3 separate regions of the Ovis aries genome follow, and regions 1 and 3 are each linked to region 2. Evidence: chromatin contacts called from public Hi-C data. All regions are on one chromosome and are shown on one strand. Each heading gives the region's core, a stretch centred on a gene start, on an enhancer-like site or on the middle of the called end of the contact. The rest is flanking DNA. Distances are from core to core; before and after follow the strand shown.

The links. A called contact is a pair of places that touch in the nucleus more often than the background predicts.
Region 1: a contact with region 2 is called in a Hi-C map of omental adipose tissue, with 3 times the contacts expected there. The contact joins two enhancer-like sites. A contact is called at or near these places in 3 of 16 Hi-C or Micro-C datasets (hypothalamus, omental adipose tissue and tail adipose tissue).
Region 3: a contact with region 2 is called in a Hi-C map of hypothalamus, with 2.0 times the contacts expected there. The contact joins the promoter of LMO4 here to the enhancer-like site in region 2. A contact is called at or near these places in 3 of 16 Hi-C or Micro-C datasets (hypothalamus, skin fibroblasts and tail adipose tissue).

The regions. Positions count from the first base shown.
Region 1 is chr1:64,399,068-64,401,767 of ARS-UI_Ramb_v3.0, forward strand. No RefSeq gene overlaps it. Among named protein-coding and RNA genes, the nearest start is that of LMO4, 41 kb to the right of the region's middle. Within about 2 kb of position 1,309, at least 10 of the 54 cell types and tissues checked have an H3K27ac peak or open chromatin away from gene starts, as enhancers often do.
Region 2 is chr1:64,256,183-64,258,882 of ARS-UI_Ramb_v3.0, forward strand. No RefSeq gene overlaps it. Among named protein-coding and RNA genes, the nearest start is that of LMO4, 180 kb to the right of the region's middle. Within about 2 kb of position 1,354, at least 15 of the 54 cell types and tissues checked have an H3K27ac peak or open chromatin away from gene starts, as enhancers often do. A contact at or near this core is called in hypothalamus, where this site is marked.
Region 3 is chr1:64,440,106-64,442,914 of ARS-UI_Ramb_v3.0, forward strand. LMO4 (LIM domain only 4) reads left to right here and starts at 1,452. Exons shown (of 4, transcript XM_060400647.1): 1 at 1,452-1,799.

The DNA of each region.
Region 1 (2,700 bases), core at 59-2,558, 140 kb after region 2:
CAGAAAGCAATGGGCAGCTACTGAAAGAGTATTTGTTTCTTAACTGAGATAAAATATATATAAAATTCACCATTTTAATCCTTTATAAGCATGCAATTCAGTGGCATTAAGGATAGCACATTGTTGTACAACCATTACCACTAGCTATCTTCAGAACTTTTTCATGACCTCAAGCTAAAATTCTGTACCAGCAAGGGACGCAGGGATCTTGTTTATTGAACAGAAAAGACACTTGTTCTTTGGAGTCCCCAGGGCTGTGAAAGATTTGTGACTCCAGAGTGAGCTGAGAAAAGAAGAGAGGGCCAAGGCCACAAAACAGAGGCTATTGATACGGACTCCTATCGTAGGTATAGGGCCACTAAGGAAGACAGAGCCCTGGAAAGGAACTCACAGAATTAAAATGAACTGTTCACTCACAGTAGGGAATATTTCCAAGGTAGCTGATTCTCCCAAGCAGGAAGTTTTTCCATGCTGCTTCCGATTTTCCCAGGCGTTTAAGCCCCAAAGAAGATGGACTTGAAGAAATTCATTCACACCTACACCCACACAATCAACCCTACATTGTGAGTAACCTGCCTTATAAACTGGCAGCCTGAACCAGGGGTAATCTCTTCTTACAGCAGTCCCATTGGAAGAAACTTTCTGAGTTCTACCTCACAGAAAGGGCAGAAGCAATACAAAGTTACTCAAATTTTGTTAATAACACTTTTATTCACAATAACCTTTTAAACGATTTCCTATAAAAATGTAAATTATTTTCTCTGCTGTTTCTTGTGAGCAATATTATAACAACAATAAAGGAGTCTTAAAAATTGTCGGATTTCACATTTTACTCCAAAATGTGGCCCGGGAGAAAGGTCCTCGTGACTGTGGTGTCTGGAAATGTAGATTTTCAATTGGCAAATATTGATGGCCTCCGAAGGACTGATTTAGTTGGTCAAGCTTAAAGAGAGGGAAGACTTCTTGCAGAAACTGGGATTATGGATAGGTCTTCTCTTTTTGAGAGTTTGAATTTTAAAAGAAGTTATTCAGAGGTTGTCCCACATATATTTTTGTTCAATGGTTTGTATAAACTAGTTTAGTTAATCGATCCAGCTCATTTATATTAAAATGATTTTATTTTATTGGTTTCACACCAGCCCCTGGGAGGTCTGAAGAGTGAGGAATTTCATATTTATGCACAGGGCCAGAAACAAGTAAGAGCGAGGTGGAAACGGAAACAAAGAAACAATATTCCAGAGCAGGACTTGATGGATGGAGTCAGAGTCAGCCAGAGAGCTCAGTTGTCCCTTTCCAAAGTTCCGTGCTTCTCCCCGCAGAGTGATCCAGGAACGCAGGGTTCCCAGGCAGTCGGCGTCATTAGTCCCTCAACTGAGAGCGCACTTTGCCGTTTTTCTTCGCGCTCCGTGCCTTTTGAGGATTTGACTGTGATTCTTTAGTGTTCACCTCAGTTAGAGCTCAACTCGCGTTGACTCTTAAGAGACCGGAAAGGTTAGCAGTCTCTCCTGTTGTCTTGCCTGTAGCCTCTGGATGAAACTTTCAGAATTAAGCTCAAACTTTGCCTCTCTCATAGGGTTATACGTTGTCTACCCATATGGGAAGTATTTGTAGACAGGGAGTTTTATCTTTCCTTTATTTTTGATAACCTCAGAACTGATGAGGGAGACCTGGGTTCGATCCCTGGGTTGGGAAGATCCCTTGGAGAAGAGAACGGCTACCCACTCCAGTATTCTGGCCTGGAGAATTACATGGGCTATATAGTCCATGGAGTCGCAAAGAGTCGGGCAGGATTTAGCGACTTTCACTTTCAGAACTGATGGCTCTGACAACTGGGCTCTGAATAGAAAGTGTTTAACCGGAAGACCAGCAGATGGCGCCATTTGTCATTTATTGACACCCGCGTATAAAAGCGTGTGGCATGGCTTCTTGCCTCTTTAATTTGAGTGGTATTATAAGTAAAATGTTTTCAACTGTTTATTATGCATGAGCCAAAATTCTATGAATGTGTAACATTTTCTCCTGTATTTCCCTTTTTTATAACATCATTTAAATTCCTTATTAATAATTTTAAAATGTTCTGGATTTTAATCACTTTTCTCATCACTAAAATATCTGATGAAGAGATTTTTTTCCCCCTGCTGAAGGTGAGCTAGAGGAAACCATCAGCCGGGAAGGAAGAAGAGAATCTCACTCTTGACTCGAGCTCAAGGCCCCTCCTGCACCGCTTCATCTTTTCAGTTTAATTGAATAGTATTTATTTAATTAATAAAAATATCTGTTTTGTACAGATTTCAGAAATCCAAGGCTCGAATAGGCTGCCATTAATAAACCAAGTTTTTTTATATCCAAGTTTAATTATGGTGGTGTTTGTTTGATAGCTTGTTACTGTAAATAAAAGAGATAAAGGCAGCCCTTCACTGGAGTAGCTCGAGAGCTGTGAAATATGTACCTAATTAAAACTATTGGTGTAAGAGGCTAATAAAGTACATGTGCCTACTAGATGTCTTATTCTAATGAATCTCGGCTAATTTGCTTTGACTGATGAATTTCGGTGTTAGTGGTAGGGGCTGAATAATTATGAAATTTATCACAAGATACAAGGACTCATTAAGGATTACTCAGGTTGAGTTAGAGGAATGTTTTCTTTGTCAGGAACACAGGCCTTGACCAATGTAATTACGGCAATGCCAAAGAGTAGCC
Region 2 (2,700 bases), core at 104-2,603:
TCAGTTTCAAGTGTTTTTCATGGAAACATCTGTAAGTAATGTGTGTGGGTCTAATTTTAAATCCCGCCAAATTTTTTCCATTTAACATTTGGTTTAACTGACAAGCTTTACAGAAGTGGTTTTCAGAGCTGTTGGTAACAGATACATACAGTATTCCCAAGGCCATAGCATTTTTTTAAGGAAGATAACAGTAATGCAAAACTTTTTTTAAAACAACCTATTTTTACATGTCAGCATGTACAAGCTAGCAATTTAGAATGCAGTCACTTCTATCCTGTCAAGGACTGAAATCTGAGAAATGGGCCAATGCCTACCCTCGCGGGTAGCCACCAGAAAACCAACAAACCAACAAACCAACAAACTATGCTCTATTTTCCTTCTGATTAAAAAAAAAAACACAAAACCCTCACTTTATTCTAAGGGGGCACCAAGAGTGGGTGCCTGATCCAAGGGCCTGATCAAAGCTGATCTGTAAAACCATAAAGCAGAGCCTCTCTTTTCTTCATGTGGTGAGGTTGAGAAAAAAACGACAACCTCGAGTTAAATTTGAACTTCAGATAAACAACAACGATTTCGGTATAAATCTGTTCCCCCGGCGCCCAGTATTTTTGCCGGCTAAATCCGGTAACGCTACCACCAGGGTCAGAAGTGTTTGCTGACTCCATTCTATTCACGGGCACGGAAGCTTTATTTCAGGTTGCTTGATTTCGGTGGCTGACGAAATGAAACAGCTCGACCGGCAGGCGGGACAGCCGAAGCCATAAGTACCCCAACTCCGGACCTGGGCCGGGAGCGCGCTCCCTTCCCATCCTGGCTGCGCGGAGATGCTGACTCAGCGCCGGGGCAGGCGCGAGGCGGGGACCCCCAGGAACATAATTAAACCGTTTCCAGGCCTGACTCTCAAATAAAATGCTGCGTGGGAAGGGAAACTTGAGGGGGAAGTTAAACAACAAATGGGGAGGTGTGGAGCGAAACCTCAGGGAAACTGTTGGTTTTGCTTCAAGGGAATTGAATTGTGAAACTTGCAGTTGCGAAATTTCACTCAGTCGATTCTGGTGAGAACCGAAGTTTGTTTTAATTGTCAATTAAAACTCCTGGTGCCTGGGTCCTGGGATCTAGCTAGGTAGGGAACCAAGGGGCGGCGAGAGTGGGAGCCGGTGAAGGTCCGATGACAGGGCCGGCCACTGGGGGTCAGGATAAGCTTGCAGAGTGCCCCTGCCGCCCGCTGAACTCTCTCCGCAGGAGATACCCTGCCGGCCCCAAGAAACTCAAGGCCTGCGGAGAAGGTGGGGAGAGACGCACCTTACTTAGGTGTCCCTGGAGCCCGTCGTGTCCTCTTTGGAGGCTGGCCTGGCAGCCCATTTGTAAGGTAGATCTAGGCCCCCACACACTTTGGGGCCCCACTGTCGGGCACTATATTGCCTTTATGAGAGTCAAGCAGGCTTGCCCTTGACAACACTCTGATAACAAAAGAGGTGTGGCCTTGTTGAAGATGTTATGCAAAAGGAAATGATTCCTTTGAACATTAGAACAAGCCAGAAAGGTCCAGCCCTGGGTTTTCTGCCTTATGATTTGTTTTTTTTGAACTTAAGAAAAAATCCAAAAAAACAGAAAAACCAGAAAGGAGAAACCACCTCAAATGTTCAACCAAGCTTTAATTTTTGTTTGTTGCTGCCTTTTTCTTCAAATCAAGGTTGCCTTCTCATTAACCCTAGATACAGCCACAGAAAATTCGATTCCCCTCACTGAGGGATTAACCACTGAGAAGAGTGTGGGGCTGGGGAAACCTTGAGAGTCTTGAGATCAACGAGTCTGAAATGTTTGAAAGAAAAAAAAAAACCTTCAGTGGTTTAAGGCCTTCGCTAAGACATTTTAAAGAAAAAATAAAAATTGCCCTAATTAAAGAGCTTTGGCGATCCAAATACATGTCCATTTTCTTTTGTCAATAAGATACTTGATTCATTCTGTGCATCATAATGCTTAATAGAAATGCTAGAACTCCTATTCAATCCCCAAACAAGAGTCTTATAGCCAACTCTATGATTTTTGCAAAGACCAATTTTTTGTTAAAGCTTCACGTTTCTGTTCCTTTTGGTGATGGTACACTGAAGAAAAACCCAATGCTTTTCTTAGTACCTGAATGAGAGAGGAAAATGGCCCACATCTTTCAACTGGGCCCAAATGTTTGGGTGGCAGGCCTGCTTGAATTGGGAGTGATGTTTAGAGCTGATCTATTTTGAATATCCATTAATTCACTCATTCAACCAGCATCTCCTAAGCACTCATCATATCTGGTGCAATGTCTTGTATTAGAATCATGGTCTCACCTTCCAGGAGCTCGCTGGCTGGTCAGGAAGCAGACAATGTGAGGAGAGACAGAAGCTATTCTACTGTATTGGAAAAGGCACTCATCTCGTCCTCTCTTTCTCATCTAGAAGATGAGAAATAACCAGGTCGGTCAGCATGGTTTAATAAACAAGTGGTAACACCACTTGACAGTAACGACCAAAATCCAGTTTAGTTTGCTAATATCCATCCTTCCTGGCCGACTGCTTCCTTTTACTAGGGGTCCATCTTATTCTTCCAGTGACCCAAAGTGCCCTTTGAAACCACGCCCTCTGCCTTCAAACCACTGGGATCAAATGGGGATGTGGGTAGAAAGTAAGCTGAGCACTTGTACTCTCTGACTTTGTAACCAGC
Region 3 (2,809 bases), core at 202-2,701, 180 kb after region 2:
ATAATTTCCACCAGAAAAATCTCTCTGGAACTTACTAATAATAATCAGACCTAATATTAGCCTCAGATCGGAGATTTATTAAACCTATTTGGCAAAGCAGATAAAAGTTGAAGGACTAGGTATTTAAGCATCTAGGCTGAACTGCGGTACTAGAATGAGACACTCAGACTACCACCCTCAAAGCTTTCCTCAAAACTTGATTTACACTAGAAATAACTTTTCTTACTCTCCAGAGGCTGTGGGATTTCTCATACTGCGATAACTTCCATCACTCTGAGGGCTAAGAGAAATTTGGCTTCTCATCCTCTACAATGGGGGTGGATACAAGGGGCAAGGGTTTTTTCCCTAAAGTTTTCCTGAACTTTGAAAGTAGACTGTGTGATCTTTTTTACCAACGTTGATCAATACTTATGAAATGCCTACTGGGCCCTTAGATTATATATGGATTGATGGGAAGAAGAGGAAGTAAGCAGGCAGTGTTTCGGAACTACCGAGTTCCTGTTTCTACCTTGTGAATTAAACTTCCACTAAGGTTCATAAATTTCTAACATGGTGAATTTAAAAAACAAAAACAACACCTCAAAAAACACAGCACAGATCTCCACAGCTCGGAGATCTCAGGAAAGCCTTTCTACCCTAACAGAGACCCATTTCCAAGGCAGATGTGAAGTAAGTTTTCCTAAAGGGCTCCTCTCGGCGCGAGGGGCGGGCTGTCCCCGAGGGACTAGTGGGGCGGGTCCCAGGGATACCTCGCGCGCACGGAGGGCAAGTGGGTCCCGGGTGCCTCGACTCGCCCTCCTGGGCCGCGGGGGACCGCCCCGGCGGGGTTGCGGCGCCTGGGTGACTTCTCCCCACCTGATTCCGGCCCTTCCCCGCTCCAGTCTCGGCCCGCTCCTCCGCCTGGCTCTCTCCCCCGCCCCCGGAGTCTCGTTTCAGTCATCCCTTTGTCCTTGCCCGGATTGGCAGGTTTTATTATTCCGCCTGAACAATCCGGCCGCCCAGTGGCTGAGGGTCGCTGACGTCGGCGGCAGAGCCGGGGAGTAGTTGGGATTTTGCTCTGTCAGTAACACATGTGTAAGAGCCGCGGAGGGAGCGAGCGAGCCGGCTAGAGGCCAGCGCCGCCGCCGCCGCCGCCTCCGAGCCGGGCAGCAGCAGCCCCGGCAGCGGCGCAGGCTCCGGCGCGCCGGGCCCCGCCGGCCACAGCTCCCCGCCTCCCGGGAGCACTCGCCCCCCGGCCGCCGCCGCCACTGCTCCCGGGGCTGTTGTGTCTGCGGCCGCTCCCCGGCTGGAGGTGCAGGAAGCTCGGCCGAGCCGCTGCCGCCGCCAGCAGCCCCGAGCGAGCGGGCGGGCGCGCGGGAGGGAGGCAGGCGGAGGAGGAGGAGGAGGAGCGCGGGCGGGGCGGGGGCCGCCGGGCGGGGGAATATACAAAGTGAAGCCACATTGCCAAACTTGCAGCAGCGATTGCAGCAGTTGCTGCCGCTGCGCCGCGCTGCGCGGGCCGAGGGCTCCTGCAGCTGCTCGCGCGGAGCCGGAGGCGGAGGAGAACGGCGAGGACCGAGACTGACACTTCTGCTCCCCGCCGCCCGCCACTTACGCGGGGCCCCCCAACCCAGCCTCAGAGCTGCGCGTTAAAAAAAAAAAGCGGCCCTTAGCCCCCTCCTCCCCTTTCCTGCTTCTGCGAGAACATCCCCCCTCCCTCCAGCTCCGCCAGCCGAGGCGCCCCTTCCTTGGAAGCCGAGCGGCTTCGCTCGCATTTCGCCGCCGTCGCCTCGCAATATTGCAATATAGGGGAAAAGCAGGTAAGGGGACGGCTGGGGAGCCGCGGGCAGGGAGCGGGGAGAAAGAGGAGAGGGCCGATTTGGGCCGGGGCTGTTTTCTTTGGCTTCCTTCCCTTGACCGTCCCAAATTGCAAGTAAACAATACGTCGGCTTAGATAATGCGCGAGTCTGAAACTACCGAGGCCGGCCTGCGAGCTAGCACGGAGGACAGCCCCGGGCCGCCAGCTTTGTAGCGGTTCCTGCTTACAAAAGGGTTCTTCTTGGAGATGGGTCTGTTGGAGACCTTGGAGGGGGGTGGGTGGGTATATTTTCAGTTCTGAAGGGAAAGGCTGGATGTGCTATAAGGGTTTAAGTCTGAGAAGTAGTGTGGGGGAAATAGTCACGACCCTCCACTCCACCCCCCCCCACCCCCCACACACTATTTTTAAAACAGTGGCAGAAAGGATCTAAGTGAGCAAGATTGGGTATTGATGGTTCTTTTAAAAAATTCCTCTTGGCTTATAAGTCTTTTGTTCCAATCCAGAAGAAATCCGGTGAATCACCTAATTAAAATCAAGACATGAATTAAGCATCCATTTTTGTACTACAAATTGCCAGCGCTACGTTTGTCCCTCCCTTGGTCTCCATTAAAAAACACCAGAGACGTTGTTAAAGGGGGGCAGATTTTGCCTCTAGCTGCCAGTTCTGCTTTCTATTTCACTGACTATCCCAGGACCTAAATTGCTTGGCTATGTAATTACTAGAGTATAAGCCTATTTAACTTAAAAGCTTTCTTTCTTTTTTTTTCCCCAACTCTAAATGAAACTTGATGAGGGCCCGTCCTTAGTTATCAGGGGAGTCAGTTTCTGGTCAGTCCTCTTGATTCATCTCTTTTAGATTTAATCAGCATTAAGGTATTGCTTGTCCTTAAGAGCTTTAGCTAATGGGGTTACTGGATGCTTTTCTCAGTGTAGTGTTTCCTTTAAAAAAAATACATATATATTTACCTCTCACCAAAGATGGGGGCGGGGAAGAGCTTGGAATCTCCTCCC